2 separate regions of the Anas platyrhynchos genome follow, and region 2 is linked to region 1. The links are chromatin contacts, called in public Hi-C maps. All regions are on one chromosome and are shown on one strand. Each heading gives the region's core, a stretch centred on a gene start, on an enhancer-like site or on the middle of the called end of the contact. The rest is flanking DNA. Distances are from core to core; before and after follow the strand shown. Region 1 overlaps FAM13A (family with sequence similarity 13 member A). Region 2 holds the start of LOC101796809 (probable E3 ubiquitin-protein ligase HERC3).

The links. Hi-C and Micro-C count contacts between places; a contact is called where the count stands out from the background.
Region 2: a Hi-C map of subcutaneous adipose tissue shows a contact between it and region 1, with 4 times the contacts expected there. The contact joins the promoter of LOC101796809 here to the enhancer-like site in region 1. A contact is called at or near these places in 3 of 8 Hi-C or Micro-C datasets (liver, skeletal muscle and subcutaneous adipose tissue).

The regions. Positions count from the first base shown.
Region 1 is chr4:14,784,493-14,788,867 of IASCAAS_PekinDuck_T2T, reverse strand. It overlaps FAM13A (family with sequence similarity 13 member A), which reads right to left. Exons shown (of 22, transcript XM_072037046.1): 2 at 3,524-3,713; 3 at 627-836. Among named protein-coding and RNA genes, the nearest start is that of FAM13A, 4.1 kb to the right of the region's middle. Within about 2 kb of position 1,842, at least 1 of the 8 cell types and tissues checked has an H3K27ac peak or open chromatin away from gene starts, as enhancers often do. A contact at or near this core is called in subcutaneous adipose tissue, where this site is marked.
Region 2 is chr4:14,971,247-14,975,621 of IASCAAS_PekinDuck_T2T, reverse strand. LOC101796809 (probable E3 ubiquitin-protein ligase HERC3) reads left to right here and starts at 1,908. Exons shown (of 23, transcript XM_038178627.2): 1 at 1,908-2,186; 2 at 2,791-2,923; 3 at 3,626-3,702; 4 at 4,254-4,375. The coding sequence starts at 2,093.

The DNA.
Region 1 (4,375 bases), core at 593-3,092:
TACTACTTAAAGGTTAAAAAATAAATAAATCTTCCAGGTTCTGTGCTATGATTGGTAAAGTTAAAGTCTGTTGTTACTTGCTTGTTTGTAAATAAGTAACTGTCTTGTTTCTGGTGGTCAATCACATCACTTAGTGAGAAGTGGAAATTTAGACAATATATGATTTGGGTCTCAATGGATAATAAATGTGATTGCAGATGAGGTTGTTATAAAATTTCAGAGTCCATTAGAATGAAATTCCAAGTAATCACTCTAGCAAAACGGAAGCAAACCTGTGTCCTAGAGAGACTGCAGTTATTGTCTTCAAGCTTGCTCTAACAAACCAATTGATAATTTCACTTTATATTTTGCAGATATAACAGGACTGGAAAAGCACAAATAGTCCAGATTTTACCAAATATGCAATAAACAGTTTTCTCTCTCTTCTAACGCCATTGTGATTTCTGCCAAGACTCAGAATTGCACATCTGGGAGATGCCTGGGAGCAGATGATTAAAGCTAAAGTCAAAGGAAATACAGAACAAAGTATGTAAGCTAAGAAACAGAGAATATTGCTTATGTTGTCTGCACAAAATTCTCCCGAAAGAAAGCACACTGAAGGATGGAAATTTTTACCTCTCACTTACCCTGGTAAAGCTGAATGAACTTGGGCTGTAAGGCAGAGCTGATAATCCCATCTGGCAACTCTCTCAAAAATAATTTCAGAAGACTGGCTGCCGAGTACACATCGCCATCTTTAACTAGCTCCACCTCTTCTCCACGCTCGTATTGCAGACGCAACTGTTCCACCATTTTCATGCTGCCGTTTACCCTGAAGAGACCTTCTTGAGCCATACCTATAATTATGTATTACACGTGAGGATGGTCTGAACTAAGATACTACTGACATAATAAAACAGATATTCCATTGTGAATGATACACTACCATCAATACAAAGGAGGACAATTAGTACTATGCAGTTTAAAAAGATCTTATTTTTCCCCTGGAAACTCCAATGGTCAAGTATTGGGTTATGATAACTTAATAAATACTGCTGACTAGATCTTGAGGCCTGGGATACTCTATGAAAACCCACAACACCCTTTGGCATTGCTGTAACATGCAAATATCTCACACCATGCAGAAATCAATTGAGATGGCTGCATTTTGCATCAGTACACTTCAACTGAGAAGAATCCAGGTTCTACAAACCTTTCAAAATTGTTTCACAGCAGCAGTAACTCTATAATAAGCACCACAGCTTCACAATAGCAGAAAATCTTCGAGACCAAATGCATATTTTGGACAGCACGAGGCCCAAAGTATTTCGCTATGAAAATAAAAATTATCAATCATTTCAGGCCAGACAACCCACACCCAGTGAAGGTTTCCATGGAGGAAGTGAGATGAATCATATTGTATCAAGCATCACTTTTTAGGCATATGCTGAGATTCAAAAACTTTAGGAAAACATGTGCCTAAAGCTCAACTTGGTAGATTAATTTTTCACTAAAACATTTTCACAAGAACTCTGCTTTTTCTGATACTGTGGCTTATTCTTCTTTAGAAGCATAACACTAAGATGATTGAAATATAAGATATATGGTTTTCATTAGTTCAGAGTGGTCATTCCTAAGCAGGAGCCTGACAGAACGCTGCCAGTCCAAGAAGTCAATACTGATGCAGCAGACCTTGTAAGGAAAAGCAATCTCTTTTATTGGATCAGCAAACAAACTGATCTAGTAAGAAAAATATGGACAGACACTTAAGCTTTTTACTTGACTAATGTAAGATACGGTTTACAGATCTTGTATTCCTGTATTCGCAACAAAACACTCCAATGTGACATGCTGTACTGCCATCTGGGGGACAACAGGAAACACCACATCTCAGTAATTCTGCAGCACAAATTGAACAGAGCCCCCACCCAGATAAAATGTCCTTTGCTCTTTCCCAAACAGTCATTTATAGAAATAAATACAGGCTAGAACCCACTTGGATCAGTAATCAAATATTTCTAAATTCAGTATACGAAAACTTGGTTTCACCTATAAATTTGAAAATAAGCAGTTTAATACAAACTTTGTTCAAGAATGTAGCTACCCAAAAGTTGGCTCAGCTTTTTCAAATGGGTAGTCAATTCCCTGTTAACTGGAAGAGAGTCTTTGAAAAGGCTTGACTTAAAAAGGCCTACGGTGCCTATTACTGCATCTTTGCAAAATAGGAGACATACCGAACAAACAGTAAACATGCTTGGCAGAACACGATGCCTCCTAAGAGTTTGTGTTCATACCTGGGGCTCTGTTTAAAATGTTTTCATGGTTAACATCACCATTATTTCACAAAACAAACTGTGGGTGAGAACAGAACAACCATTTCAAAAATTTCCCATGTAAGAGGGCATATTTGAGATCTTCCTTGCAGTCTTGAGAAAGAGAATGGATTATATGCTTATCAAGACTGGATAATCACCTTGGCATTTAGAAGACCAACTAATCTTGCTGCAGAGTAGAGGACTTGGCTTGTTCAGTTCATATTTGGGAAACACTTGTGTGGGATGCAGACCTTTTTATGGAAGGCAGAGTATAGCCCACAACTTGCAATCAAGAGGGTTTGTCAACTTTGGTTTTGATTAAACCTGAATGATGCAAGATCTCTTTCCATCCTTGATTTTTTACTGTTCTAGCAGACTATTTTAAAGCAAGGTGAAGTAGATCAAGCAAAACACTACTGTGGAATATAGGTAGGATTATGTTTTAAATTTCCACTGTACCTTAATCTAAGCTAACTTTCATGCTGTGTTTGCATCTACCAGCTTCTAAGGGTCTATCAAGACAGACATGGAATCTTAAGACTCTGTAATGGGATTATCATTACTGAGCAGCTAAAAGAAAGACCTTAGGGTAAAAACAGATGCAGCTTCTTACAAGATGAAATTGCAGCCATGAAATCTTTTCCAGGGCAGAACAACTGCTACAGGATACATCTGTGCACCAACAGTGCTCTAGATTTCTAGATGTATTTCATCAACAGGGAATGAAGTCCCATGAAATGAATGCAAACAAAGGCTAAGAATTTGACACCTACCTCCCCGAGGGGGTTCAAAATGACTGAAATCTAACTGAAAACCTGCAAGAACATGTATTCCCATTCAGTAACGTATTCTCATGGGATTTGTATGTGCACATGAATATCTCTGTATAGATATTTATGTCTTCTCACTGTCAGAAACTGTGAAATAGTCGAATGTTTTGCAACTAGAAAATGACACAAAGCTTCAAAATGAAATACGCTTTGTTTATAAAACTGAACAGCTTACTAATGAGCATGTGGTGTTTCATAACACTGTAGTTTATAAACATCCCATTAAATAGTAAATTCAGTACCAGAGATGGAAAAAAAGAAACAAATCACACAGTAATATTCGCTGCATGTGGTTAGCACCACAGTCCTATTCAGGACAAAAAAAAAAAAAAAAAAAAAAAATCTTTTCCCTTTGAAGGACCTTACATATAGAGGTAAAAGTAATTTCATTAAGCTTACCATGCTGGGTCAGGTACTCAACTATATTCCGCACAACTATTGGGATGCCGTTCTTGCTTAGTCCCTGCTGCTGGAGCTCCAGAAGACTCACACCAAACACCTTTGGACGGGTTGTGTCCTTCTGCTTGTTCAGTGGAAGTGAGGCTATCTTCTTCATGTCCTCCTTCAATCTCACGGCCGATTTACTTTGCTTAAAGAAACACAGGAAAAACGTGCATTAATCTTGTTTGTTGCAGAAGGTTGCATGGTTACAACATGAGCATATCCATCAAAATTGGCTTTTATGTTCCAGAATAAGATTTTGGTCTTACTTCCTTTTAATTCATAGGAAAGTCACTGTGAAGTAGAAAAATGTAACTGAGAGAAAAAAAAAAAAAGAAAAAGAAGAGTGTATATCTGGAAAAGAGTGTAAGTAGCATATAATTAGGATAAAGAAGAAAGATACTTTTGTATGCAAGCTTGTTACTAGAGTAAGAAGTAACTTTGACTCTCAGGAGGGTGCTTTTGTAACTCATGCAGTTCAGTTTCAACAAAAATCAACCAGACAAACACATGAAAAATCCCAATACAACATAATCAGTTCAGGGTGTATCCAGAATGCCTGTCAGTCTCTGAGGGTTCTCTAGGGAAGGTTCACTGCATCTTTCTTCTAAATGCTACTCCCTGAGGATTCGTTTTGGCCACTGCCAGCTGAGATGGACCCTTACAAAAGATTTTATGGTATGTTTAGTATCTACTAAGTCTGCAGTTTAAGTACAGAGATTTCAAAGTTAACAGGGACTAGGTAATCGAATCACATCTAATATGTGGGGAAAGGACCAGACCAGCTTCAAATGTAAACATCCCATAGCT
Region 2 (4,375 bases), core at 659-3,158, 190 kb before region 1:
AGAGATGACACAAATATCATTCTTCATTAAATAGAAGAAGTTTTCATTCCTTATCTTTCTCCATTTATTGACATAAACTCAAAATATGTAACTTGCTGGGGCACATTGCTTCCTGATATAAGTCTTGTGACTTTAATGTGTTGCACAATGGTTAAATTTGGTGGTAGACTGGTGACTGCTTTCTTCTTCACACCTTTTTCACTGTTCATTATGTAGCTTTTGTTGTGGTGATGTCAGATAAGGTCATACCATTCGAAAGCAGTGGTGAATCTTTCTTTCCCTGGAAAACTATACATGCTTGATGAGAGGACTTTTATTTTGTGGGAGTGTCGATCTGCTTGAGGCTATGTAGGAAGGCTCTGCAGAGGGATCTGGATAGGCTGGCTGGATGGGCCGAGGCCAAGTGCATGAGGTTCAACAAGGCCACGTGCAGGGTCCTGCACTGGGAGCAAAGCACCCCCAGGTAACGCTGTGGGAAGAGTGCTGGAAAGCTGCCTGTTGGAAAAGGACCTGGGGAGGTTGGTCAGCAGCCAGCTGAATATCAGACAGCAGTGTGCTGGCTACTGGGGGCGGGTGGCCAAGAAGACCAACAGCTTGTTGGCTTGTATCAGAAGTAGCGTGGCCAGCAGGCCCAGGGAAGTGATTGTCCCCCTGTACTTGGCTCTGGCTTTTGGTTGCACCTCACCCTGTGTTCAGCTTTGGGCCCCTCACTGCAAGAAAGACATTGAGGTGCTGGAGCATGTCCAAAGAGGGACTGAGAAGCATGGTTTAGTGGTAGACGTGGCAGTACGAGGTTAATGGTTGGAACTGATGGTCTTAGAGATCTTTTCCAACCTTATGATTCTGCGATTCCTGTGCCTCTGCTTGGAGCACCTTTCTTCCCTTGGGAGGACTCGTTAGCTCATGCTTTGGTGCAGAGGGACCTCTAGTGTCCATTTGCAGCCCATACTTTGGCCTCACAGGCCATAGCTTGCTATTTCATTGTCAAAAGACCTTCCTATGTATCACAGAAAGAGATGAGGTCCCTGTAGTGTTGCAGGCAACAGGCTAGGAAGACAAGTGCTGTTTGCTCCCCTGTGGGCAAAAGGCAAACCCAACTGTGGGACTGCTTCTGCTCAAGGACCCAGGGGTACTTGTACGATGGGGAACTGCGGTGTGTACCCTGAGTGACTTTCACCTTCATGGATGTAGCTCTGAAAGGAAAGAAAGAGCTTTAGTGACTGTTCTGTTCATATCCTCCCCTCAAGTCTCTACATTCCTGTGCCTTTGTCTGGAGCTCCTTTGCTCTCTTTGGAGGACAGATGAGCTCATCTGTTGGTGCACAGGGACTTGACTGTGCTTTTGCGGCTCGTGCTTTGGTGTCCCAAGCCTCACAGCACTGCTCTGGTTAATGCTGAGTGCTGCAGGACCTGGGCTGGGCCCTGCCCTGGACAGCATTGCCCCAGCCCTGTCAAAGGGCTGTGTTCTCCGTCTCCACCCTGTTGTTATTTTTCACCACATTGACTTTCTGTGCCTTTTTGTTCACTCCATTCTGCTTCATTTAAATGTATCACATTAAACACTTCTGTTGTCTCAGTATTTTTTTTTTTCTGCAGCATTTCACTCAACGCCAGTAAGAATCTGTAAAATCACGTCCCTAGTGCTACTTTCACAGCACGCCTTACCCTGCTATCCTCCCAGCTGTGCTCAGCATTCAGCAGCATGATTTTTTTTAAGCATTTAGTTCATCTGTTAAAGGTATTGGGTATAAAGATGCTCTTATGTCTTTCCATGCATCTGATCCCTAACACGGGCGTCATTTATCGCACAAGGCGGTCACGTAGCCCTGCGTGTGCTCTCCTTTAGAGGCAGGGGGGGAGATTTAGCAGACATCAGCAGAGGACATGTGAGAATGGAAAGCCTTTCGAGCGCAGATCCCCGTTTCCCAGCTCAGCACCTCCAGGCGGCAGCATCCTGGCTGCTGGGGCTCCCGGCTTTCGTTTTCGCTTTCGCTTTCGTTTCCCGAAAGCTGAGGCTGGCTGGGGCGGGGAGCAGGGATAAAGGAGCTGCCTGGGGCTCAGCCTAGCGGTAGCGGGCTGCTTGCTGGCACGGTATGGCCGGGAGAAGGACAAAGCAGCGGCAGCGGCGGCGGCAGCTGGCCGGGAAGCAGAAGCGCAGCGCAAAGCAGAAGCCGGCGGCAGCGGGAGGTGCTGGGGGGGGACCCGGCGGCGTACCGGGGGTGGGGGGACAGGGACCCTGCCAGGAGCCAGGGGACAGGGAGGAGACGGGGGTGATGGGGAGAGATGCCCCTGCCTGGCTGCATGCTGTTGGTTGAGCTGGGGAGGTGAGAAGGGTGGGCGGTGGGATGGCCGAGGTGTGAATTTTGCTGCTTGCAAAACATCTGGCTTCGAGGCAACCTGTGCCTAAGCGTGTGATGGATCTAGGGCAGTCAGATAACTCAGCAAGTGCCTTTTTTTTTTTCCCTTGGATACTCTCCACGGCTGTGCAAAAGTATCCGTGTGCTTCTGCTGGCGTGTCAGGGATTGTATTCAGAGCCTGTATCTGAGAGATGGAGAGGTGTCTTCCAGTGACAGCCAGGGGAGTGGCTGGAGGACAACAAAGTAGTGCATAGGACACTGAAGCCCCAAGTGACATGAGAAATTATTGCCTATGCTTGTTGCTCTTCTTCCCAAGGAGCAGAAACTCTCAGTGAAAGCAGTAGCACACGGAGATACTGGGGGAGGAGCAGAGATGGTTGAGGTGCCTGCTTCCTTGGTGTGACTGCCATGCCTGTCTTTATCTGTGCTGTAGAACAAGTGCAGCTGCAGAGAAAGGAGAAGGCGACATGTCCAAACTGCGATGAAACACATACACCCCTTTTCTCCTGTGATGGGAAGCTTTCCAAAAACTGGGCTGCATCTTCAGATGACTGCTTTAAGCCAAGGTAAGAAGCTTCCTCAGGGTGAAAGTATGCATTGCAATGGTTATAGAACATGGCCTCCTTTTCCTAAAGGTAACAGTCAAGAAACTTAGGCATGCTCTTACTGCAAAAATGAAACAAGAATACTTGCATTTCTAAAACTCAGAACTTTCTCTCTTTTTTTTTTTTTTTTTTTTTTTTTTTTTTTTTTTTTTTAACCAGCAAGAAATGCTCTGATCTCGAGGGTAACACTAAGATCTGAGCTGTTTGAGATACTGACAGTACAGGTTCCTCTCAGAACTCAGTAAGGATAAATAGATACACCAGTTTGCAAATGACAGGTGAACTACACGTGGTTTAGGAAAGCTGTGTGTGAAAGACCCAGGCCCACCTAAACCTCACCACCTTCTGGTTAATCTGTGAGGGTGACCAGCATCTACAAATGAAATAGCAGGATATCATTTATGGAATTTGCTCTTAACTTGCCCAGGGATGAGACTGATTCTCTTTCAGCTTCCTCTGTCACGAACCACAATCAAATCAGTTAGTGCAGCTGAAGGAGGCTTGTATAAGAGCAGGGTGAATCAACTGAGAGACGACCGATATTTTTCTATATAAGTACTGCTAAACATCCTAGGTCGTGGTGAGCAGAGGATCCTCCTCCTTTTACTTAGTCTCATGGCACAGCATCTGTTCTGATTTGGTATTTTTTCCTTATCTTCGTAGGCTGGTGAAAGAACTGGGAAACCAAGAAGTTGTTCAAATAACCTGCGGGGACCATCACGCCATGGCACTGTGCAGAGGTAGTCTCTTTTATGCACACCTCTTCTCCAAATGGGAGTCCCATTTGACAGGCTCGCTCAGAAGGGAGACCTTGAACCGTGTGCAGTAGTTAGTGACACCACCAGCGAGTAATGAGCAGTGGATAGGGGACACAAACTGCTCTCTGTCAGCACTGCCCTTCCTCCCCAGCTCTCGGGGACCTGCAGATCTGTCCTTCCCCAATTCCTCAGCACTGCCCCTCCTCAAAGGTGCGTTGTGGAGAGCAGACGTGGCTGCCCCGCCCTATGCTCACCAGACCTGCACATTTTTACGTTTGAGCTCTTTGGTTCATAAAAGTATGGCAATAGAGGCAACACCCTGCTTTTGCTCTTGCTGCATTGAGTCACACAGGCACTGCCCTGAAGGGGGCAGAAGCAGACAGGGAGATTTGGCTGCTGCTGCTGCTGCTGTACTCCTAGCGCTTAGGAGCCAGATCTCTGAAACCAGCACTGATTCTCACTCCCATTCCCAGAGTACAAAGACTCAAGGGAAGCATGACACAGAGCTGTTTTCTTTTGTTGCACGTGTGAAGGAGGTGAGCTCTTTACCTGGGGCCAGAACACCCGTGGACAGCTTGGAGTGGGGAGACAAGTGACACTCACCTCCACACCGCAGCTGGTGAAAGGACTAAAGGGCATCCCACTTGCTCAAATT